Linked DNA regions of Mus musculus: region 2 is linked to region 1. The links are chromatin contacts, called in public ChIA-PET maps. All regions are on one chromosome and are shown on one strand. The core of a region is the stretch at or near the end of the contact, and the rest is flanking DNA. Distances in the headings are between cores, read along the strand shown.

Region 1 (4,234 bases), core at 1,698-4,197:
ACACTGCCAGGGCTAGAGCATCTTCAGGGAGTATTGCTTTGATGAAGCAGATTCAGGGAGCAAGGGACTCCAGGGCTTAAAAGATGGACATCGACGTTGACTTTGGGGCAAGATAAGCAAGACTTTCTGAGGAAGAAGGAATCTAAACTAGGGCCTTTACCGTAAGGAGCTAAAAGCAAATATGAGCAGGGGAATGTCCCTGAAAAAGGAGTAGTCTGCGTGAAGCCTCTGGATGAGCATGGATTATATCAGGTTTGAGGAAATGTAAAAAAGGGACAGGAAAACTGCTTTCTCTACCCTTTCTGTCTCTTAGGCTGTGAAGCAAAATTTCCTCTTCTTCTTCCTCCTCCTCTTCCTCTTTCTCCTTCTCCTCTTTCTCTTCCTTCTCCTTCTCTTCCTTAAACATTTTATCTAAGATGCTGAGCATTGGAGAAGAAAGAGGCAAGGAGTCATTTGAGCAGAGTTCCAGAAGCCAGCTATAACTAATAACTCCCACCTCCCATATCCCACACACTCCCACACAAAGAATGTCTGTAGGCAGTATCCTTTGACTGACAGCAGCCAAATGGCTGCCCTGAAGAAGAGGCAGGCACCAGGCACCAGGCACCAGGCACCAGGCACCAGGCACCAGGCACCAGGCACCAGGCACCAGGCACCAGGCACCAGGCACCAGGCACCAGGCACCAGGCACCAGGCAGGGGTTACATCAGCATCATTTGATTCAGCCCCGGCATAAGCCTACGCCTTTCCTCCTGTTCATACTTACATGACAGAAATTTGCTAGATCTGCCTGAGATGATGAGTTTTGTCCATCTGCTTGAGGGCCAGGCTTTAAAGAGCCCCGGTGTTGTTACTACCAGACAATAAATTATGAAAGCCCTTTTTAGTAAGAAAATAAAAGTCCCCCAGTGATTGCTACCCCTGCCCCTGGCTAGCATTACCTAATGTGGCATTAGGTAATAGAAGGATAATTCAACTGAATGAAGTTATGGTACAAAAGCCAAATAAAAGAGCTAAGAAGAAATGCACTTCAGAGAGATGCAATACACCAGCTATGTGTTGCCCCTCATACAACAAGTGACTTGGGCAAGGCTCCATGATATATTTCTTTCAGAAGCTGAAATAAGCCAAAGATATTCACTAACCACAGAAGAATTTTTCTTCAGGACCCCAAGTTTTTCCAGAAAATTATTCAAGTAAGAGCATTTGTGGTGGTTGTTGTTTTCTGCAATATGATCAAGCTGACCGAAAACATGGGTGCCCTACAGCAATCTACCCCAAGCAAACCATCTCCATGAACTCCCCCCACCCCTGCACCTCCCGAAGATCACCTTGATATGTTGGAAGAGATTTTCTAACTGAACACAGGTAATATGTCAGTGGCTCAGATCTCAAGATAAAATGCTCCATTCACATCGAGCAGCGATTAAATACGCAGGGCATGAAATAAGCAGCAAGCTTGGCTTCGAAGCCATCTTGCAAACTGTATGCCATCCAAGTCAGACCATATGCCTTTAAATCTAGATGGCTTCGTCTCCAAGAGAAATCTAGCTGCTGCCTCAGCACCAGCATGGCAGGAGCCTTCAGCTGAGGGAGAGAGGCAGTTCAAGGCAGCCTGAGAAATGCCTGCTAACAGGTGTGCCCGCATAACAACTAACAACTAACAACTCTTAGCCATCTCATTTGGGATGACTGTTCTGTTCAGTCAACAAAAACCTTCAAACTGGCAGCTCAAACCAACGTTGCCCTTAAGTAGCTCACTGTGACATCTGGGGTAATCTTTGTCTAGGAAACTTCACCACTACTTTTCCCCCTGACCTCTTCAAAAAGAAAACTCCTCCAGTTGGCATTTAGTCGAGGCTCTGCCCCACAGTTACCTGGCAACATCCAGGTGTGCCTGACTCACTATAAAGGGGGCTGCTTGCCCCTCCTCTCTTTCTTGCTGTCCTCTTACTCCTGTTCCCCCCTCCTCATCCTCCTCCCCCCACCTCTCTCCATGTGTTCATGGCCAGTCTCTCTCTCTCTCTCTCCTCCCCCCCTTCTCTCAGATCCCCTCCCCATACCCTGAATAAACTCAAATCTGGAAGGGATGCCTCAGCATGGGCCAGCAGAGGCACCCCCTTCCCCCACACCTTATAGCACCTCCACCAAACATATTCCTTCTCTGCTTATCTTTTTATAAAACACAACACCACACACACACACACACACACCCCTACTCCACATAGGGACGGGCCTACCCCTGTGCCTGACCCCTAAGCATAGGGTGCAGGCCAGCCATGAACATGTGACAAGAAGACCAATCTGAGCCCAGATACGAGAGGGAGTCTTTCACCCTTGGGATTAACTGAGTTAGGAGAGTGGGACCACGAGTATTCTGGTGGTCTTCTTCCCATCAGATGAGGCGTTTCAGTGGACAAACACCATCAAGAATGGAAAGGAAAAAAAATGACTGGGAGGGAGGGAATGGGGGTGAGTGCAAAACAGAGTCCCAAGGGCACTGCAGAGCTCCCAAGCCTGTTGGTAGCTCAAGTATCCGGATGAGCCAAAGATGAGTTAAACAGCTCCTGGCAACATAGGAGAGGCTCAAGAAATGTTACCAATAGTCCACTGTTTGTTCTCCTTGTTTGATACATTAAAGCCATCCTATCTTGTCTCTCTCTTAGCAAAGCCAGTGAGACAGAAGGGAAGTAGATAGGCCTGCTGTCCTACCTCAAAGCAGAGCTCCCCCGAGTCTCATAGATGGTGGCTGTAGCCCAAAACATCTTGTCCCACTGTGCTCACACACTCAGACTCACACACTGGTCCCACCATAATCAAGGAAAACGTTTCGGTTTTGTTTTTTTTTTTTAAATGACACCTCATTTCCTGGAAGAGGAAGGAAAAGAATTAGTTAAACCCGAAAGTGGAAACCGCGGCAGGAAGTGGGTTACATAAGCACTTGACAGGCATGTGGTTTTCTAAGGCTATGAAGCGCCAATCTGTGCTCACTTGGCTGTTGGCCAGCCGCACCATCCTAGGAAGCAGGCAAACTAGAGTGTTAAAAATACAAAATTTATCAACTTGACAGTGTTGAACCTCATGAAAACAAGAGATCGTGGCAGTAATTAGTGTTAAATATTAATTGTGATTTAAAATTCAATTACTATAGGACAAGTGAGACCATCATTAATGATGGTGTCTGCAAAATATACATCTTGTCACCTCTATACATTTGGGCAGATAAACCATTTGCTTGTACAATAAATGCTATTGGTTGATGATCCAATTCGGTTATTTTTGTCATACAATCTGTGTGGTACAAAAGTCTTAAAGGTAATTCCTAAGATCTTATGTTTGTGATATTTTCAGACTCAATAAGCAATGCCATAAAACTATACAATTTAGAACTGAAATGGATCTTACAGGCAAAAGAAACTAAGGTGGAGAGAGGATTAATGTACTGGGAAATGGCAGGGCTGGGACCTCACGTCGTGTGTCCTTGATTTCAGCTGGACATCTCTCTTTTATACCCTATCTCGAATAAGCCATAACACAGAACATTAGTGACCTAGAGGAAAAGATTCCTAAAGTCAACTTGTCTAACTTGTTCATTTACAGGTAAAAAATGGGGCTCAGAAAATGAGGTTCCTGAAAAGGAGCCAAGCTAAAAATATTGATTTCTACAACAGTGTAGAAACATGTTCATCAAAAGGCACAAAATATCCCACCATTTAATTTCTGCAAGAGTGGGGGGGGGGATGACAAATACCCCAGCATTCCTAGGAAATTCCTAGTGATTTGCCAGGCCAGTTAGGAAGATTTGTGAGAGTCACAGAGTCTCACAGTCAAGCAAGTGCATGATCGAATATAAACAGCTGAGCTAAAAACTAGAACCTCCCACAGGCTTTTGGTGTCTTCCTTTTTGTCCATACCCACTTAGATATAGAGACTGCAGCTATTTCTGAAAGTAAAACTTGCCTGGCTTCAGCTAAATAAATAAATAAAAAACAAACAAATAAATAATAAATGTTCTTAAATAGCCCAAAATATCAAGTTCCCATTCTGGTTGAAGCTCTTAATAGTTCTGCTCTGGGGCTGTGGGGTTAAACTCTGCGTTTATCTGTGCATCTCTGCCTCTTTCCATTTCCATATAGGATATGTGTGACAAGTGGAGATTCCCGAAGACAGTCTCAGCTCCCTCCACCCCACCTCCTCTCCCCACTCCTCCCACCCCCGCCTCTGAAAATTAGTG
Region 2 (4,158 bases), core at 1,266-3,765, 150 kb before region 1:
CATTGAGAAAGCCATCTTTCTCAAGCCCAGTACTGTGCTCACATCCTGTTGTGGCAACAAATACTTCAAGCCCCTTAAAAAGAAGCCCTATGTTCATTCACAAATCTGCAAGGCATTGATTTAAATTCAGAACCAAGATAGTCTTGTAAACTAAGTTCAAACTTAAAATGCCTATTCTGTAAATAAAACAAAAACAAAAACAAATAAAAAACAGTGCCTGCAATAAAAGCCAGTCAGTATGCCAGAGTCCTTCAAGCGACTAGGTAAAGCATAAGTGTGGCTAGGACGGAAGGCTACCAACCTCTGCTGGGTCAAGAATTCCCTGAGTGAGTCCAAGGAGGCCTGAGGGTTGAGTGGAAAGCACCCCAGAGGCCAGTCAGGACCATTGGTCTGAGCTCTACAGTTAGTGACAGAGAGATAGCTAATTTACCAAAGTTGGTTTCTCTGGCTTGTGCTACCATGGCTTTCTAGGTTCTTGTGGGTTTTCTGTAATCTTGAGAAAGAAAAAATGGTTTCGGTTGTACAAGGTTAGTCCTTTAAAGAGGGAAGAGCAAAGTCACAACTGGGATGCAGCCATGAGAAGTCAGTGCTAAGACCTGCACTTCTGCTGCAGAGAGAGTGGAGGATGCCTGTCCTTAGCAACATAAAACAAGACTAGACTAGAGGCAGGTTACAAAGCAACAGAGGCTAGCAAGTCTCTCTCTGAGCTGTTGTCCAGGTCTAAGGCAGTCTTGGGCCTCAGCCCTGGACGGAGGCAGTGTGTCTTCTGAGAGTTTCCAGGCTTCTCACAGACAAACTATCTTACACACCATCCTTACATTCCACTTCGAATCTCTGAGCACACTAAGGGCTGAATCACCACTCAACGGAAATAACCAAGAAAGAAAAACACATCCCTCATCAAATAGAAATAATGTGGCATGGGAGGAAACCAGATTGGCGTGTGGTAAAGTAAAAGACTCTGGAAAAACAAAGGGACAGCAATTTTCATCCCGGGCAAGCACACACGTGAGAACATGGGCTCTGTAGTGTAGTGTGCTAGCATGTCTGCTGACAGGCACAGGCGAAGAGGGCATGGGGGAGCCAGCTGGCATTGATACTTTCTGAGGCCACACTCTTCCCAGATCACTGTGTAACCCTGCCCCGTCACTTGCTGACAGTCCTGAGGCTGGTGGCATCACAGCTAATCCTCTCAGTCACTCCCACTTCCTGGTCCAGGCATTGCTTATACTGGGGGCATAGAACCTTCACAGGACCAACGGCCTCTCCTCCCATTGATGACCGACTAGTTCGTCCTCTGTTACATATGCAGCTAGAGCCATGAGTCCCATCATGTGTTTTCTTTGATTGGTGGTTTAGTCCCAGGGAGCCCTGGTGGTACTGGTTAGTTCATATTGTTGTTCCTCATATGGGGCTGCAAACCCCTTTAAGCTCCTTTCTCTTTTCAGGGTACTCTTTTCAGGGTACTTTCTCTAGTTCCTTCATTGGGAACCCTGTGCTCTGTTCAATGGATGGCTGTGAGCATCTACTTCTGTATTTGTCAGGCACTGGCAGAGCCTCTCCAGGAGACAGCTTTATCAGGCTTCTGTCAGCAAGCTCTTGTTGGCATTCACAATAGTGTCTGGGGGTACAACCATTCTGGAAATCAGTTTGGTGGTTCCTCAGAAAAATGGACATAGTACTACCGGAAGATCCAGCAATACCACTCCTGGGCATATACCCAGAAGATGCCCCAACATGTAATAAGGATACATGCTCCACTATGTTCATAGCAGCCTTATTTATAATAGCCAGAAGCTGGAAAGATCCCAGATGCCCCTCAACAGAGGAGTGGGTACAGAAAATGTGATACATTTACACAATGAAGTACTACTCAGCTATTAAAAAGAATGAATTTATGAAATTCTTAGACAAATGGATGGATCTGGAGGATATCATCCTGAGTGAGGTAACCCAATCACAAAAGAACACACATGATATGCACTCACTGATATGAGGATATTAGCCCAGAAGCTCGGAATACCCAAGATACAATTCACAGACCACATGAAGCTCAAGAAGAAGGAAGAACAAAGTGTGGATACTTCGATCCTTCTTAGCAGGAGGAACAAAACACCCACGGAAAGAGTTACAGAGACAAAGTGTGGAGCAGAGACTGAAGGCATGACCATCAAGAGACTGACTCACCTGGGAATACATCCCATCAACAACCTCCAAGCCCTATTTTTAAAAGGCCACTTTCTTTAGATGTCAAGAAAATAATATGTATTTCAAAGCCTGGCTATTCTAACCGCATAGGTTCAGTGAGATGTGCGGTCTTTGGGTCTGGTTAATTCCAGTGGTTTTCACTTGCAAGCTTTTCATAATGAGGTTTATTTTAAAATGACTGCTCCAGTGCAGTTCCTCCTGACTGAACTACACACCATCTTAGCCAAGAGGCCCAGAAGTGATCCTCGCCACCTCGGGGCTGAGAGGAGCACAGGGTAGCACACACCGGAAGCACACACCGGAAGCACACCCCTGCACACCCTTTGACTGCCACTTCTAAGAGTAAACAACAGGAGAACATGCCAGATGGCTGTCAAGAGGGAGATGACTAGAAAACCGCTCTGATATGGGGGACAGTGCTGCAAAGAACAAGAATGGGGTGGCTGTGTATCCAGGCAGACAGGCTTCTGGAGAGAGTGCACTTTTGTGTAGTGCCCTAAACACCATGCTACAGTTTTCCAGAGGCATGGAGTTGCCTATGTGCACACAAGAACACACCTACATATCTTCAAATGTTCAGACATTACGTGTATAAAGCATTAAAACTGTGGCAAGGGGGTATGTATGCATTATTTGTGTTTATAAAAATACTTTAAAGCAGTTGGAAAGAAAGACAATTTTCCTACATGTCAAGAAAACAATGGGTCACCAGCAGGAGGTCCTCTCACATTCTAATTTTGGAACAGCAGCTTCCGATGTGCAGACCAATACGCTGGTATCTGCAGGGCCTTCCCTGCAGAACAGGTCAGGAGAATGGGGGCAAGAGAGAGGAAGCCTCAGCTGTTTAATATTTGCTTAGAATTAGCTTATTGACCTAAGATACATATCTCTTGAGAGAGCAAAGCTGGAAGCCATCCTTAGTATGCCCTAGGTGTGGAAGGCAAGGCACAGGGAACACAGAGGTATAAAGACTCTTGGCATGACAGTGTGTGTGTGTGTGGTGGGGGCAGTTCTGATCAGCAAAGATGATGTTTCCACCCACCGCCTCTGCTTGCTTGCATTACCTTCTGTCCACTCCCTATGCCCCTGGCCTTATCCTGCCAAAGCTACTTGCAGCAGCCTCCCTTGGTGCTGAACAGATTGGTGTTGGCCCTTCCCTGTCATCTCAGTTGAACAGCTCTGGAAGACACAGCGTATTTTCCCCATGGGACAGACTCTGCAAAATCACATAGCACTTTGCCACATCCAATCAGAGGAAATCTAATGAGAGGAAAGCACGCCTTTAATCCCAGCACTTGGGAGGCAGAGGCAGGTGGATTTCTGACTTTGAGGACAGCCTGGTCTACAGTGTGAGTTCCAGGATAGACAGGGCTATACAGAGAAACCCTGTCTCGAAAAACCAAAAAAAAAAAAAAAAAAAAAAAAAAAGCAAGAGAGCCCTGAACACTTCCCAGAAAGAATCCAGAATCCTATAAGTGGCCCCCACCTTTTGATTAGGTCAAGAAAGGATGAGGGCATCTGGCTTGCACCCAACTAGAAAAAAAGTCACATGTCCTCTCCTATGTGGTCCACAGCTTCAAATCTATTGTTTGTTTAGGTGTGCATCTGTGTATTTAACCTGAAGTACATGTAGAAACCAGGAAACCAGAATTGGGGGACTGAGGGATAGTTTATTAAGGGAGATGCTGCCATTGCTCTTGGTTGCCCACCATAGATTCCTGGACACTACAGACTTTCACTGCAGGACACAGAGAAATCGATCTTAAACTGACCAGGAAACTCTCCCTGCTAGGCCTCGCTTGCATAGTACTGGAAGGTGCTATACGGGTGTCTGAGAGAGAAGACATCAATCATCTTAGCTAGTGGTGGCCCTCACATGTTACAATACTGACAAGCAGGCAAGATGTACCCACTGGTACATTAGTGGCAAGACTATTCATGGTGCTGCTC

The links. ChIA-PET counts read pairs in DNA pulled down with a chosen protein or histone mark.
Region 2: a contact with region 1 is called in an RNA polymerase II ChIA-PET map of memory CD8 T cells, with 5 read pairs. The contact joins two enhancer-like sites. A contact is called at or near these places in 1 of 39 promoter capture datasets (embryonic stem cells), 2 of 115 datasets of contacts at active chromatin or transcription factors (embryonic stem cells and memory CD8 T cells) and 2 of 9 other capture datasets (adipose tissue and liver).

The regions. Positions count from the first base shown.
Region 1 is chr17:64,578,629-64,582,862 of GRCm38.p6, reverse strand. No RefSeq gene overlaps it. Among named protein-coding and RNA genes, the nearest start is that of Man2a1, 21 kb to the left of the region's middle. Within about 2 kb of position 2,947, at least 48 of the 459 cell types and tissues checked have an H3K27ac peak or open chromatin away from gene starts, as enhancers often do. A contact at or near this core is called in memory CD8 T cells, where this site is marked.
Region 2 is chr17:64,724,563-64,728,720 of GRCm38.p6, reverse strand. All of the region lies in intron 16 of Man2a1 (mannosidase 2, alpha 1), which reads right to left. Among named protein-coding and RNA genes, the nearest start is that of Dreh, 40 kb to the left of the region's middle. Within about 2 kb of position 2,515, at least 40 of the 459 cell types and tissues checked have an H3K27ac peak or open chromatin away from gene starts, as enhancers often do. A contact at or near this core is called in memory CD8 T cells, where this site is marked.